2 separate regions of the Sus scrofa genome follow, and region 2 is linked to region 1. The links are chromatin contacts, called in public HiChIP or PLAC-seq maps. All regions are on one chromosome and are shown on one strand. Each heading gives the region's core, a stretch centred on a gene start, on an enhancer-like site or on the middle of the called end of the contact. The rest is flanking DNA. Distances are from core to core; before and after follow the strand shown.

Region 1 (6,940 bases), core at 2,992-5,491:
AATTTGATGAGTTTTTTGGAGAGGGAAGTGCATTGAATTGATAATTTTTAAAGGAAGATTTTATATATATAGATGATATTGAATCTTTTTTATTCAAGACTGTGCTATGTCTTCCCATTTAACTATTTTTATGTCCCCCAGCAGAAGTTTATATGCATAGATGTCATAAAGCGGAGATACCATGAAAAGGGTTATAATGGTACCTACCTCAAAGAGTTATTGTAATGATTAAATAAGGATAAGATACAGTGCCTGGCCCTTAACATGCTCAAAAAATACAGTATATGACAAATACATCCTTCATTGCCATATCCTGTTATATGTGTGACTAATCTAATAAGATAAATCAGTCTCTCAATAATCTGAAATTTCCGTGATTATGACTCACGCTTGGCTCTACCTTGAAATAGAAATGATATTCCTCATCTTTGCTACTCTTCCCTTTGTCCTACTCACCTTTGTGGCAGGTTTTCTAAAGTGACTACAAGTCCCACTGGACGCATCTGTGACATCCTTGATGGATATGAGTTAATTAAACAGGTATGGCTGCCCTTCTATCCAAAGAAGTGTCAGCACCCAGGCAAAGGTGACTGGTTAGGATATACATTCCATATCTCTCTTGACAACTGTGTACCAGGTGGAGAAAATATTACCAGATACTATATATAGAGATTTTATTTCTATTGTGAAGGTAGAGAATCTCCCTTTACTATAGGATAGTAGTGGGTTTGATTAAGGTAGCTCAGTTGTCAATCAAGTGGAGATTCTGGATTATCCTCGGATACCCTGTGTCCCATATCCATGAATTTTATATACCTTCACAGCACACTCACTGTATGCTCAATATTGAGCTAAGTGTTTTATTTGTTTGATCACATTTAGTCTTCACATGTGGCTATCATTATCCCATTTTCCAGCTATAATAACAGGGTCAAGGTCACAGATCTAGAAACTGACAAAGCTGGTACTGGAGACTTGCTTGTCTTCAAAGCCTGCACTTTTAACCATAATGCTTAATTTAGCAGATTTTGAACAAGTTCAACAAAATCAACTGCGAAATAAATTGACGTACTATTTGATTGCATGTCCAAGCATGCTCTCTTATCTGGAACGGAGTTATTGTCATACTAGGTATTATTAGTTCAAGTATTCTTTTTGTTAATAAAATCACACCTCCACTGATGACTACGAGTCCTGGTCCTTCTTGAAAATCATCATGAAAAAGTCCTGGGGGAAATTAATGATCTTTTCAGCTGCCTTTGCTTTCAGGGCCCAAGATTTGCATTTTCATGTGATCTGGATGTGCCAGAGCAGCAAGACCTGAGGTGTAGTCTATTCAATTATTTGTCTTCCTTTTTTAATGCCTTCATTTGATAGGAAACTCATTTGTGTCACACCCCCACTTGGCCTTTCCCAGGTAACCCATCGAACCTCTGAGAAGTATTTTAGCAAATAAAAAAGACAATCTAGCAAATTACTTATTCCCCGGGGGAAAAGCATGTGGCCAGTGAATCAGGGGAAATTGGCTGCCCAGGGAAGAGCATACTCAAGGCATTTCAGTATGAGTCACAGAACATAGGACTATCCCATGATCAAAAAAGGTGAATGAATAAAGCCAGAGTTCCTTTTACAGTTTCCATTGATGTGATCAACTTGGGCTTGTTCCTACACAGGCTGGTGAGGTCTGTCAATGGTGAAGAATGAGGAGTTGTCACTAAAGCATCCAGAAGGATGCTTTTTCAGAGAGGGAACTCCTTCCAGGTATGGAGCCTGGGGAACACCCCTGGGTGAGTGGGGCAGGCATTTGGAGGGTTAAGCATTGATGAAGTCCCAAAGGAAGAGAGGTCTAGGGTCTGGGAGCAGAACATCATGGAGACCCACGTAATCACAGCATTGGCAGGGAGACACTGGCTGGACTAATTGTCAGAGGACCTCAGTCCTAGGAGAACTAGGGAGGTCAGGTCTGGGACTTGGACATGGAGGAATTGGAGTACTTGGCATTTTAGTAAGGTAGGTACTCAGGTAAAATGAATACCAACTGTTCCTAGACTCTGTCTGTCTTCAAGATGCCCCCTACTTGGCACCTCGCAGCCATTCAACTAAGTGTTTGTTGAATAAATGAGTCATAAGATAAGCACTCAGTCTCTGAATGTGGGATACTGGGTGCCAGCAGGTCTCTGAGTGGAGGTGACCTGTGTTGAGTCACCTGAACACTGACCAAGGACATAGTTATCCCAGAACTTAGGGTGGGGCTGAACCTGCAGGTGGTGATCAAGGGCCCAGGTGGAGGAAAAGAGAAGCGTAAGGAGTAGGCAGGCAATTCCTACTCATTCTGTGATAGTTTTACATTGTCATTAGGTCTTCACTTTTGATCAAATACACTGTCTTAGCCTCTTTGGGCTGCAATAACAAAAATGCCGAAGATGGTAGCTTATGAACAACAGAATTTTTTTTCTCGTAGTTTCAGAGGCAGAGAAGTCTAAGATAAAAGTGCTGGCAGATTCAGTGTCTGATGCAGACCCTCTTCCTGGTTCATAGATGGCTGTCTTTTCACCATGTCCTCACATGGGACAGGGGACAAGGGATCTCTCTGGCATTATTTATTTATGTGTGTATTTATTTACTTATTTATTTATTTTGCTTTTTAGGGCCGCACCTGTGGCATATGGAGGTTCCCAGGCTAGGGGTCGAATTGGAGCTACAGCTGCTGGATTACGTCAGAGCCACAGCAGCACCAGATCCGAGCCACATCTGTGATCTACACCACAGCTCACGGCAGTGCCGGATCCTTAATCTACTGATCAAGGCCAGGGATCGAACCCGCAACCTCATGGTTCCTAGTTGGATTTGTGTCCGCTGGACCACGATGGGAACTCCTCTGGCATCGTTTATACGTGCACTAATCTCATCCATGAGGGCTCTTCCCTTATGACCTAATCGCCTCCCAAAGGCCCTCCCTCCAGTTGCCAACACTGAACCACAATGGGCTCTCCTTTTTTTTTTTTTTCTTCTTCCCATTCAGTTTCAATTAAATATTTGCTGTGTGACTGCCACTGGGATTAGTCCACTATGGAGTGTAACTCTATTTCCCTACATAATTCCTAAAGGTAGATGGTATTGGGTCCACTTTACAGATGAGAAAACTGAGGATTAAGTTCAATGTTAACACCTAAGGCTACATAGACAGGAAATGTTGGAGCAGGAATGTTAGGCTCGGACTCCGCTATCTTTCCTCAAACCTCTCTGATGTGTTCCTTTTCCTGGACTAGCACTGCTCCAACTTCCAAGTGCAGCTGACTTACTGGGGTAAATGCAGATTCTGGTTCAGATTCGAATGGGGCCCAAGACTGCTTTTCTAATGTGCTTCCCAGGGATGGTGTTGTCATTGGTCCCTGAACCACCCAGTGAGTAGCCAAGGTCTAGAATAGGGGTGGCCAGATGGTACATATTTTTGGCTCTGTGGTCTACAAGATCTCTGTCACAGGTACCTAGTTTGGCCAAGGAAGTGTGAAAGCAACCATGGACAATATGTCATGAAATAAAAATGCGGCCCTGTTCCAATAACCTTTATTATGGAGACTGACACGTGAATTTCTGATAATTTTCGCAGGTCACAAAGTACTATTTTTCTTTGGATTTGCTTTCAACCATTTAAGAATGTGAAAAACATGGTCAGCTCCTAGGCCACTGTTTCCTGTCTCCAGTCATTCTAGAAATGCAGGGGCCTTGCTCTGATGGAGCTGAAAAACTCAGCAAAGAGGATGGTCCTGGGCTCTGAGGTCGTCTGAGATCAAAACCGACCACAGCAGTTGGCAAACTAAGACGGGAGAGCAAGGGCCTTGGCGCCAGAGCCACCTCTGTCATAAGCCTGGCCACGTTCAGTGAGGTGACACAGGAAGGCCTTTTAATCTTGATGTCTCAGTTTCCTCATGTCAAGTGGGGCTAAAAAGAGTACCTACCTCACAGGGTTATAGTGAAGACGTGGAGAAACGAACTAGGGCACAGAAAGTTTCAGTGATACCAGCAGAGAGGAATTAGGAGGTTGGAATTCCAATATCAGCATCCATGACTGACCCAAGGTGTGAAGACGAGCCCAGCCAAACCTGACCCGGCCTCGGAGCCCGGCAGCTTCGATTACGTGACAGAGAATTTGCTGATCACGCTGTGGGTGTAAACAACCATCCAAGTTTGAGGAAAACACAATGAGGAAGCGAGAACTAAGCACAGTTCTCTGTGGGGCGGGGTGGGGGGGGGACGTCAATGCAGAGCTCGTGTGAAGATGTCTATTTAAGGCAGGCAAGGGAAACCCTCAAGAGAGTGTTGACGTGGTTGGCATTCATTTAATAATCACAATTAATAGCTGACCCAGGCACTCATAACCATGCCGTTGGTAATAGCCTAGTGTTTAATAAGCAGCCATCTGTTTAATTCTCCCGATCACATAATAAGGTAAGCACCATTATTATTCCCTTTTAACAGATTAAAAACCGAGACAGAGAGAGGGTAACAGGCCCAAGGCCACCCTTTCTTTAAGAGGCAGTGCAGGCTGGTTCCAGCACCCTTGTTCTTCGTCACCACACTGGAAATTTTCACTCCAGGAGCTCTAGGGTCTCTGCATAAGATTAGCCTGGTAGAGCAGGACGATGTGGGTGGGGAGGGGGGGTCTTCTCCCAGAGAGCGAATGGGGTTCCCGGCTTTTGCAATTCTTTCCGGCCACTGGGGTGTGACAGCAAATCTGATGCATGTGGAAATGGAAATATTCTTTCTGTCTTTGTAGTTCACATTTACTAACCACTCAAGCCAGAGTCCTGTTGTAGTCATATGGTAGACAGTGCAAGTTCAGACTATTCTGTATCTTGTTTTTGTTTTTGTTTTTTTTCTTTTTAGGGCCACCTCTGCGGTATATGGAAGTTCCCAGGCTAGGGGGTAGATTGGAGCTACAGCTTCCAGCCTATGCCCCAGCCACAGCAACGCGGGAGCCAAGCCCCGTCTGCAACCTACACCACAGCTCGCAGCAGTGCCGGATCCTCAACCCACAGAGTGAGGCCAGAGATTGAACCTACATCCTCATGGGCACTAGGTGGGTTCTTAATGGCTGAGCCACAACGGGAACTCCCAGACTATTCTGTATTTTGATGTAGATTCATTGTCAGAGTGGGTGGGGGTGGCACACAATATTTTTGCTTCTTTTCTGGGTGGGAGATGACCCTGGCCTCAAATGTGGACTGTGCACAGGCAATATGAAACAGAAAGATGTCCATTGTGGATCAGAAGGAAATGTCCCTTGAAGCAGATCTTCTGAAATTAGTGCCTCTGATTACTTGGATCCTATGAGTCTATAGAAAACTTTGGGTGATTCCCCACATCGTGACCGTTGTTTTCCCATCAGTTATAGTCTAATGATTAAGCAGCTCTTTTTATATTGAATTTGGGAAAGGACTTTTAATAAGGGTATTCCCATCTCTAAATACCTCAGAGAATTTGCCCTGGAAAATTATCTCACTATGTGTGCCCATATTTGGTAGCTTCCTCACCAATGAGATCAGATTTCCTGGATGTTCCAGAATTGCCATTTCTGCATTTTGTTTTATTTGTTTGTTTTTAATTTGTGAGAACACTGAAACTAAAACTCTTGTTACCTTTTCTCCAAGGATAAAGAAGGATACATGGACTGCGTATCTTCATGGCTATAAAATTCTGTGTTTATAAGCTTTGACCGTGACCCAGTGTCAGCTTTCCCAGTAAAGCAAAACAATTTCAAATTTTCTGAATTCTCGAAGAAACCTTTCTAGCTGATTAGTGACTGTATAGTTCCAATAGATTCTGTGCCTGATTTCTAATAGAGTAATAGGTCTGTCCTGAATTCTAGCTCTGCATAAAATTAATATTTTATTAATAGGAAATAATATATAATGATAACGTTTTTATTAAGGCAATGGTAATCATGAATATAAGCACTTCAAATATAACTGGCATTTGTGATGGAGATTTACTTTCAGTTTTCTTTTTTTTGGCCATGCCTGTGTCATGCAGAAGTTCCTGGGCCAGGGATCGAACCAGCAGTAACCAGAGCCATAGCAGTGACAACGCTGGATCCTTAACCCACTGAACCACCAGGGAATGCCTTCATATTCTTTTTTATTGATTTAATACATAGAGATTTTGTAATGGCATCGATTTCAGGTTTTTTTTTTTTTTTTTTTTTTTTTTTTTTTTTTTTTTTTTTTTTTATGTGTGTGTGTTTTTGTCTTTTTGTCTTTTTAGGGCTACACCCACAGCATATGGAGGTTCCCAGGATAGGGGTCCAATCAGGGCGACAGCTGCCAGCCTATGTCACAGCCACAGCAACTTGGGATGTGAGCCATGTCTGTGGCCCACAGCACAGATCATGGCAACGCAGGATCCCTAACCCACTGAGCGAGCCCAGGGATTGAACCCGCATCCTCATGGATACTAGTCGGGTTCGTTAACTACTGAGCCATGCTGAGAACTCCTGGATTTCAGTTTTATAAGAAGTATTCCTTCAGTGGTTAAAGGGCAGAGCCTGCCTAATTTCTATGGAATATACAGCCAAGAAAATCATTGGAAAGAGTGGTTTAGTTAAATGAGAGTCATAGAAAAAGTCCTGAATTTCTTTAAACATGCTATGTAGCAATTTCTTAATATATTATGAGGGTGCAGTCAGTTGTAAAAATACATGGAATACCAGGAATTCCTAGCCTCAGTCTGGTCTCATAAACACCATATGACCTTTAGTAAGTGGCTGGGGACAGATCCTTATGGCAGTAAAGTTTTGATTTTGTGTTCTAGAAAGATTGTTCATAATTCGACTTCCAAATACCCCATTAACTAATGTTTGCTTACATGAAGACTAGAAAAGAAAAACAACAGAAAAAAAGATTTCTAAAATACATTTTCTAAAAATTTTCTATTTTGAAAA
Region 2 (6,940 bases), core at 3,107-5,606, 520 kb after region 1:
GTTTCAGACAGAGTTACCAGACCATGGCCCTGAGCTAGACATCTGCACTTTAGAATCAGACCGGTGCAGGGGTCATTTTCTACCTACAGGGGAAACAGGCTTTTAGGTTAACAGAAGGGCTCAGTGGCCCTTTAACCATGTGAAAACTGTGGAAATGGTTGTCCTGTGTAGCTCATGGGGCTTTGTCCCTGCTTCCTTTCCCAAGGCTGTCTCTGGACCTACGCCCAAATCCCCAGGCACCCCAGTATCCTTCCAACAGATTCTATTTGGGGGACTAAAACAATATAAAATTTCCTCAAGAGCCTCAGAGTGATTCCAAGGAAGGCCAGGCAGAAAGACCACTGTCAGTCTTTCTGTGACACACGGATTGAGGAAGATTTGACCAGCAAGAATGGGAGGAAGAATGGTGGCAGGTGGCAGGCAGGCTGTTGCAGTGAGTAAGAGAGCCCGAGACCAACATGGTAACCACAGATGTGTGGAGAAAAAGGCAGAAATGAAGGACATCATTTCCTAGCTCGGTAGATTTTCATGCAAGTCACATATGTGATTTAAAATTCTCTAATATTGGGAGTTCCCATCGTGGCGCAGTGGTTAACGAATCCGGCTAGGAACCATGAGGTTGTGGGTTCGGTCCCTGCCCTTGCTCAGTGGGTTAATGGTCCGGCGTTGCCGTGAGCTGTGGTGTAGGTTGCAGACGCGGCTCGGATCCCGCGTTGCTGTGGCTCTGGCGTAGGCCGGTGGCTACAGCTCCGATTAGACCTCTAGCCTGGGAACCCCCACATGCCGTGGGAGCGGCCCTAGAAAAGACCAAATAAAATAAAATTCTCTAACATCCACATTAAAGAAGTATAAAAAGGTGTAGAGAAAGAGGTGAAATGAATTTTGACCTTGTTTAACACCCTCACACGTTTTACTCTTTCTCATTTCCTAACCTCCAAACCACACGGGCTTTTACAGATGTTTAATCTGAATCTTCATCTTTGAAAAAAAGATTCCACGCCCAATCCATTTTGCTGTTGTTGTTCCAAACTCTTCCGTGTAAAAGAGATGTGTTTGTTCACATACATTTGGACCAAGGCAACGTGTACCAGGAGTGACCTCATTACAAACCACAGTTGTGACACTCAGACGACATCCCCAGCTCCTCCTCACTGCTGACACATTAATACACAACCTCTCAACCACAGAGTTGGAAGAAAAAAAAAAATCATTTGAAGTGATAATGAAGTAAGGATTAGAATGTAACACCTTCTAAAAAGGAAACTCCTCGCTGTAGTTACACAAACTTCTAGGTTCTAATTAAAAAACCTCAATTTTTTTTTTTTTGACAGAGAAAATGATAATTCTTACCAACCAAAGATTTTTATTTCTGTATTTTCATGTACGCACCTTAAAGAATAAAAAATAATAATAAGTGTAATATACTCATCATGTTAACCTTTTTATAATGAAATTATTATACTGCTGAAAACTTTAAGGATTGGGGGAGATTGCCTTCATTCTTACCCACTCAGAAATGGGGCCCAGGTCCTGGCAGGCATGATCAGAATATCATTCACCTCCCAAATTTCTCCTCTGTCTCAGATTTCCAGTTTTCCTGAGGTCCCATGCCCAGAATGGATTCAAAAACTGTCCTGGACACCAACAGTCCTCTTCCTAAAGCCAGTTCTACTAATTTGCCTTTTTCTGCATGTTTTGCTTCTCAGAAGTAGTTAGGCCCAAGTTCAACTGTGCAGCTAAAGGAAGTCAGGCCTTTTCTTACTCTCTCAGGACTGCTTCTGAAGGGAATTTGACTTTAAGCCAGTCCCTACATCCTTCCTCAACTGGGTGGGAGACAATTACACCCAATTTGCAATAGGAAGACCCAGTTCTGCCCATATCACAAACTAATACCTGAGGGAATGGGGAAAACCTATGAGTTAGTGGGTTGTATTACCCCGAGGAAGTGTTCAGATTCTAACTTTACTTTTAGTGTCTGGTTAATTTTATATGCCCACTTGGCTGGGCCACAGTGCTGAGATTTTTGGTCAAACATTATTCTGGATGTTTCTGTGAGTGTATTTGGCTGAGACTTACATTTAAGGTGGGGGACTTTGAGTAAAGCAAATTGCCCTGCCTAATGTAGGGGGCCTCCTAGAATGTGGGGTGGGGCGCCTTCTACCCCAAGGCCATGACTGCTGTGTAGCAGGGAAGGGTTGAATTGGGGGTTGCAAGAGACAACCATCATGCTCAGAGCAGATCCCCACAGTGTCCAGACATGGTCAGAAAGAGCTAGCAGCCTAGTCTATGAATAACCAACTAACCTTGAGAAACACCAAGCATGATTGCATAAGTTAGGGGAGATTTATTTTAAAGAATTGACTCCTGTGATTCTAGAGGCCAGTAGGTCAAAAAAATCTGCAGGGTGGCCCGCAGGCTGAAGACCCAGGAGCCAATGTCACAGTTCAAGTCTGAAGGCTGTCTGCTGGGAGAATTTTCTCTTGTAGGGGGAGGTCAGTCACTGTTCTATTAAGACGTTCAGGAGTTCTCGTCATGGCTCAGTGGTTAACGAATCCGACTAGCAACCATGAGGTTTCGGGTTCGATCCCTGCCCTTGCTCAGTGGGTTAAGGATGCTGCGTTGCCGTGAGCTGTGGTGTAGGTTGCAGATGCTGCTGGGATCCCTAGTTGCTGTGGCTGTGGCATAGGCTGCTGGCTATAGCTCCGATTCGACCCCTAGCCTGGGAACCTCCATATGCCACGGGAGCAGCACAAGAAATGGCAAAAAGATTAAAAAAAAAAAAAAAAAAAAAGACTTTCGACTGATGGAACTAGGGCCTCGCTGATGGTCCAGCCCTGCTGCCTATCATGGGTTCATCTGCCAGCCTTTCCTCCTTTGGTGATTTCTCTCAGAGGCCTGCTGCTTTTCTCCCCCTGCAGTCTTTCATTATCAGAGTCTATGTTCCTGAGTCTCAGTTGCATGCCAGGTCCAAGGTCCTTTCAAGAAGTTCCCAGTCCCATTTAAATCAGAGGATGTGAGTTCCTGCTGTGGTGCAACAGGATTGGTGGTGTCTTGGGAGTGCTCAGATGCCAATTTGGCCTGGCACAGTGGGTTAAGGATCTGGTGTTGCTGCAGCTGAGGCTTAGGTTGCAACTGTGGCTTGGATCTGATCCCTGGCCTGGGAAGTCCATATGCTGCAGGGAGGCCAAAAAAGAAAAAAAAAAAATCAGAGGATATGGCTCAGCACCTGTATAAGGATCCTGAACATTTCATGACAGACAGCAAGTCCCCAATATTCTGTGACCATCCTTGGCTTGTTGATCACGCAATCTGAAGAGTAGCAGTGAGTTTTCACCTGCTAATAGAAATAATAAACACTCTGTAATAGAAATAGAAAAGAGTTTTATTTGAGCCAAACTGAGGAGTACACAGCCCAAGAGACACAGATTCAAGAAGCACCAGAATCATCTTCCACCTGACTACAAAGCAGGGGAGGCTTCTAAAGTCAAAACGCTACAAAATTACAATTGGATCTGGCAAGAAATAAGGCTTCTTGTTGCATAAGGATTGGTTGGGGTCCAAAATGGTTACAGTTACTCTGAAATCATAAGGTTGCAGCTGGCAACTGCTAGCAGATATTGTTTTGAGAGACCCTGGTGGTGTCTTTGAGTTTGATAGAGGTCAGAAAATTCAAGTTCTCAGTGATGCAGGAAGGTGTCTGAAACCACATCCACAACAGCCACCCAACTCCATTTTGGATGCCTGAACTGCACTTACTCTTTTTTTTTTTTTTTTTTTGTCTTTTTGCCTTTTCTAGGGCCGTACCCGCAGCATATGGAGGTTCCCAGGCTAGGGGTCAAATCAGAGCTACAGCCACTGGCCTACGCCACAGCCACAACAACACGGGATCTGAGCCGCATCTGCGACCTACACCACAGCTCATGGCAACGCTGTATCCTTAACCCACAGAGCAAGGCCAGGGATCGAACCTGCAACCTCACAGTCCCCAGTCAGATTTGTTAACCACTGAGCCACAATGGGAACTCCCACTTACTCCATTTTTTATTTTTAAATCCATTCTTGTCTGTAATGGTTAAAGCAGATGTACAATGCATGTGTGATAGGCTGTAAGACTGGTTGTTCTTCTAGTCAGCATAAAATTCAAGCCAAATCATGTCTAAGCCAGAATAACTTCCATCAAGATATGAAAATTTCTTCCATCACACCTACCACCAACACCAGCGGCTCAGCTTCATCCTTTCTAAATAAATGACGTTAACGTCAGAAATGTCAAAATAGAGTGGGCTTGTGTAGACAGTGTGCCAGGATTGGGGGCCAGAGGAGAGATGACAACATCGTGACCAGATATTGCGGAGCAAAGAGAAACAGTGACTCAAATTTCCCCAGGACTCTCTCCATGCCAGGCATTGCACAAACACCCTTACACACATTTACCCAATTCTGAAATCTGCCCTACTTAGGTAAGTATGACCATTAGCCACATTTCAGAGGAGGAAAGTGAGACACACGGAGATAGAATAACCTACAAACGTTTACAGAGTTACTACATAATGGGGCTGGGATCTGGGCCTCGGCTGTGGAGTTTGCCACACACTCAATTAACCGCAGTATTCTCTGGCCAAGGGACTAGACACATAGCAGAATCAGGAAATGCTTCCTCTCCCTGGGACTCTGCTGGGAGCACGCCAAACAGTTCTGTCTCCTTAAACTCCATGTTTTTTCTGTGTTTCCATCTTAACTGTTCCTCCTCTTTTGATGCAGTTTTGTTAAATTATGCTAATCTCTTCACTTAGATCATGATGACATCATTCCACCCTCTTCTGGCCTGAGGGATGGTGTCGACTTCATCATATCTTGATCTTAATAACCGAACTCATTCATCATTCATCGATCCAAAGAACAAATTAAAGTGCTGCCAGAGGCAGAGGGTGGGGTGGGCAAAATGAGTGAAGGGGTGAAGGAGGTCAGAAGGTACAAGCTTGCAGCTATAAAATAGATAAGTCATGAGGGTGTAATCTACAACGTGCTGATTCTGATTCTAGTTAATAATACTGGGTCGTATGTTTGCGAGTGTATCATAAAAGTTCTTATCACAAGGAAAAAATGTATAATTATGTAGGGTTATAGTTGTTAACTAGACTTACTGTGGTGGTCACTTTGCAATATATACAAATATAGAAACATTATGTGGTATATGCAACACTAATAAAATGTTATATGTCAATTATACCTTGATAAAAAAATTTTTTAAAAAGCAAGTTCTTCTTATGGCCTTCTCCCCAGCTGTCAGTGTTCTGAAATCTGACAAGAATGACTAAGGAATGGGTGTGACAGAGGTATAGAGGTTGTGGGTCTGTCAGCCCAGGAGCTAACACAGAAGAAATGCAAGCTGGAAGTCCTTACAGATTTGGTACTTGTATCATGGAAATCAATGGTAGCAAGCACTTTTTTGGTCAAAGATAGTCATTTCTTGGTACTCTTTAGGAAAATAAGTACTGTTTAAAAATTTCTCTTTTATTTTCACCACTATTTGGTGGTTGCTAGGAGACTAAGGTGAGAGTGAAAACTGAGCTCAAGATTTAAGTCAAAGATCACTTCTTATAAAGAATTTCCTGGTTATTCTCCACCACTTCCAGTAGAACTGACAACTCCCTGCTGTGTTCTCACAAGCACTCTCACAACCTTCTATGACAGGACAAACAAAGCTATGATGCTATTTTTAATTTACAACTCTCTGTCTCATAAAATAAGTTCCTTCAGAAAAGGAATTATAGCTTATTCTTATTTAAATCACTGTTGCGTCCCCAACACAACAGTTTTGATATGTTATTATCTAGCAAATAATAATAGACAGCTAACATTTATTTACTGACCATCGGGCATGGGGCTAAGCTCTGTTCACCACTATCTGATTTAACCTTCAGAATGATCCTATGTGGTACACATTATCCTACCTCCACTTTGTAGATAATGAGACCAAGGCACAAAGAATAGTAACTGGCCCGAGATTGCAAGGGTTACTCAGTGATGGTAAATCCAAGACCAGCTTCAGAGGCTTTGCTGTGTGTGATCATTGATCACTGCTGCTGCACTATCTCTCATAAAACATCTGATAAGGGATGGACTCACTCCTAAAGATCAGCCAGGATTCTGTAACAAGATTAACAGACTTAGCCTCATGATAAATTTCCACGTAGATAAAATTGTTCTCTACATAAGCTGGAGTAATGTTTGGAGTAATTCCTTAGGCGGCTGTAACAGAATACCATAGACTGGGTGGCTTATAAACAACAGAAATTGATTTCTCACAGTTTCGGAGGCTGGAAAGTCCAAGACCAACATGCCCACAGACTTGGGGAGGGTCCTCTTCCTAGCTCATAGATTGCCATCTTCTTACTGTGTTCTCACCTGGTGGAAGGGGTATGTATGTTCTCTGGGATCTCTTTCAAAGAGGGCACTAATCCCATTCATGAGGGCTCCACCCTCATAACCTAATCACCCCCAAAGGGCCCACCTCCTAACACCATTACACAGTGAGTTAGGATTTAACCTATGAAGATGGGGTGGGGGGAAGAACACAGCCATTCAGTCTATAGCAAGTAGTAGGTAATTATCTTTTCATTTTGGTTTGATTTCTAGCCCAAAAAAAAAAAATCATGTTATAAATTCCTTTTTCACACAAACAATGCATTTTGATTCTTTTTTAGAGGTCTGGATAGTAGCACATATACATTCTTTGAGCACAGTATTGATTATGATATGTTGGTGGAATTCTTTCATTAAAGGTTAATTTAAGGATGAAAAGAAATAGAGGTTCTAAACTCAGATACCTACAAGAACCCAGAAGCGGGTGGCATACATCAAGCAATGTATGAGGTGATTGAGACAGTGGGCCTGTGGTTCAAATCTGGAACAGCAGGCTATAGAGAAATTTTTTTTT

Evidence for each region. HiChIP or PLAC-seq counts read pairs in DNA pulled down with a chosen protein or histone mark.
Region 2: an H3K27ac HiChIP or PLAC-seq map of alveolar macrophages shows a contact between it and region 1. The contact joins two enhancer-like sites. A contact is called at or near these places in 1 of 5 promoter capture datasets (fetal liver), 1 of 47 Hi-C or Micro-C datasets (embryonic fibroblasts) and 1 of 2 datasets of contacts at active chromatin or transcription factors (alveolar macrophages).

The regions. Positions count from the first base shown.
Region 1 is chr1:26,501,235-26,508,174 of Sscrofa11.1, forward strand. The region is part of intron 1 of LOC100621792 (a long non-coding RNA gene); the gene reads left to right. Among named protein-coding and RNA genes, the nearest start is that of TNFAIP3, 19 kb to the left of the region's middle. Within about 2 kb of position 4,242, at least 5 of the 83 cell types and tissues checked have an H3K27ac peak or open chromatin away from gene starts, as enhancers often do. A contact at or near this core is called in alveolar macrophages, where this site is marked.
Region 2 is chr1:27,024,930-27,031,869 of Sscrofa11.1, forward strand. No RefSeq gene overlaps it. Among named protein-coding and RNA genes, the nearest start is that of IFNGR1, 8.8 kb to the right of the region's middle. Within about 2 kb of position 4,357, at least 14 of the 83 cell types and tissues checked have an H3K27ac peak or open chromatin away from gene starts, as enhancers often do. A contact at or near this core is called in alveolar macrophages, where this site is marked.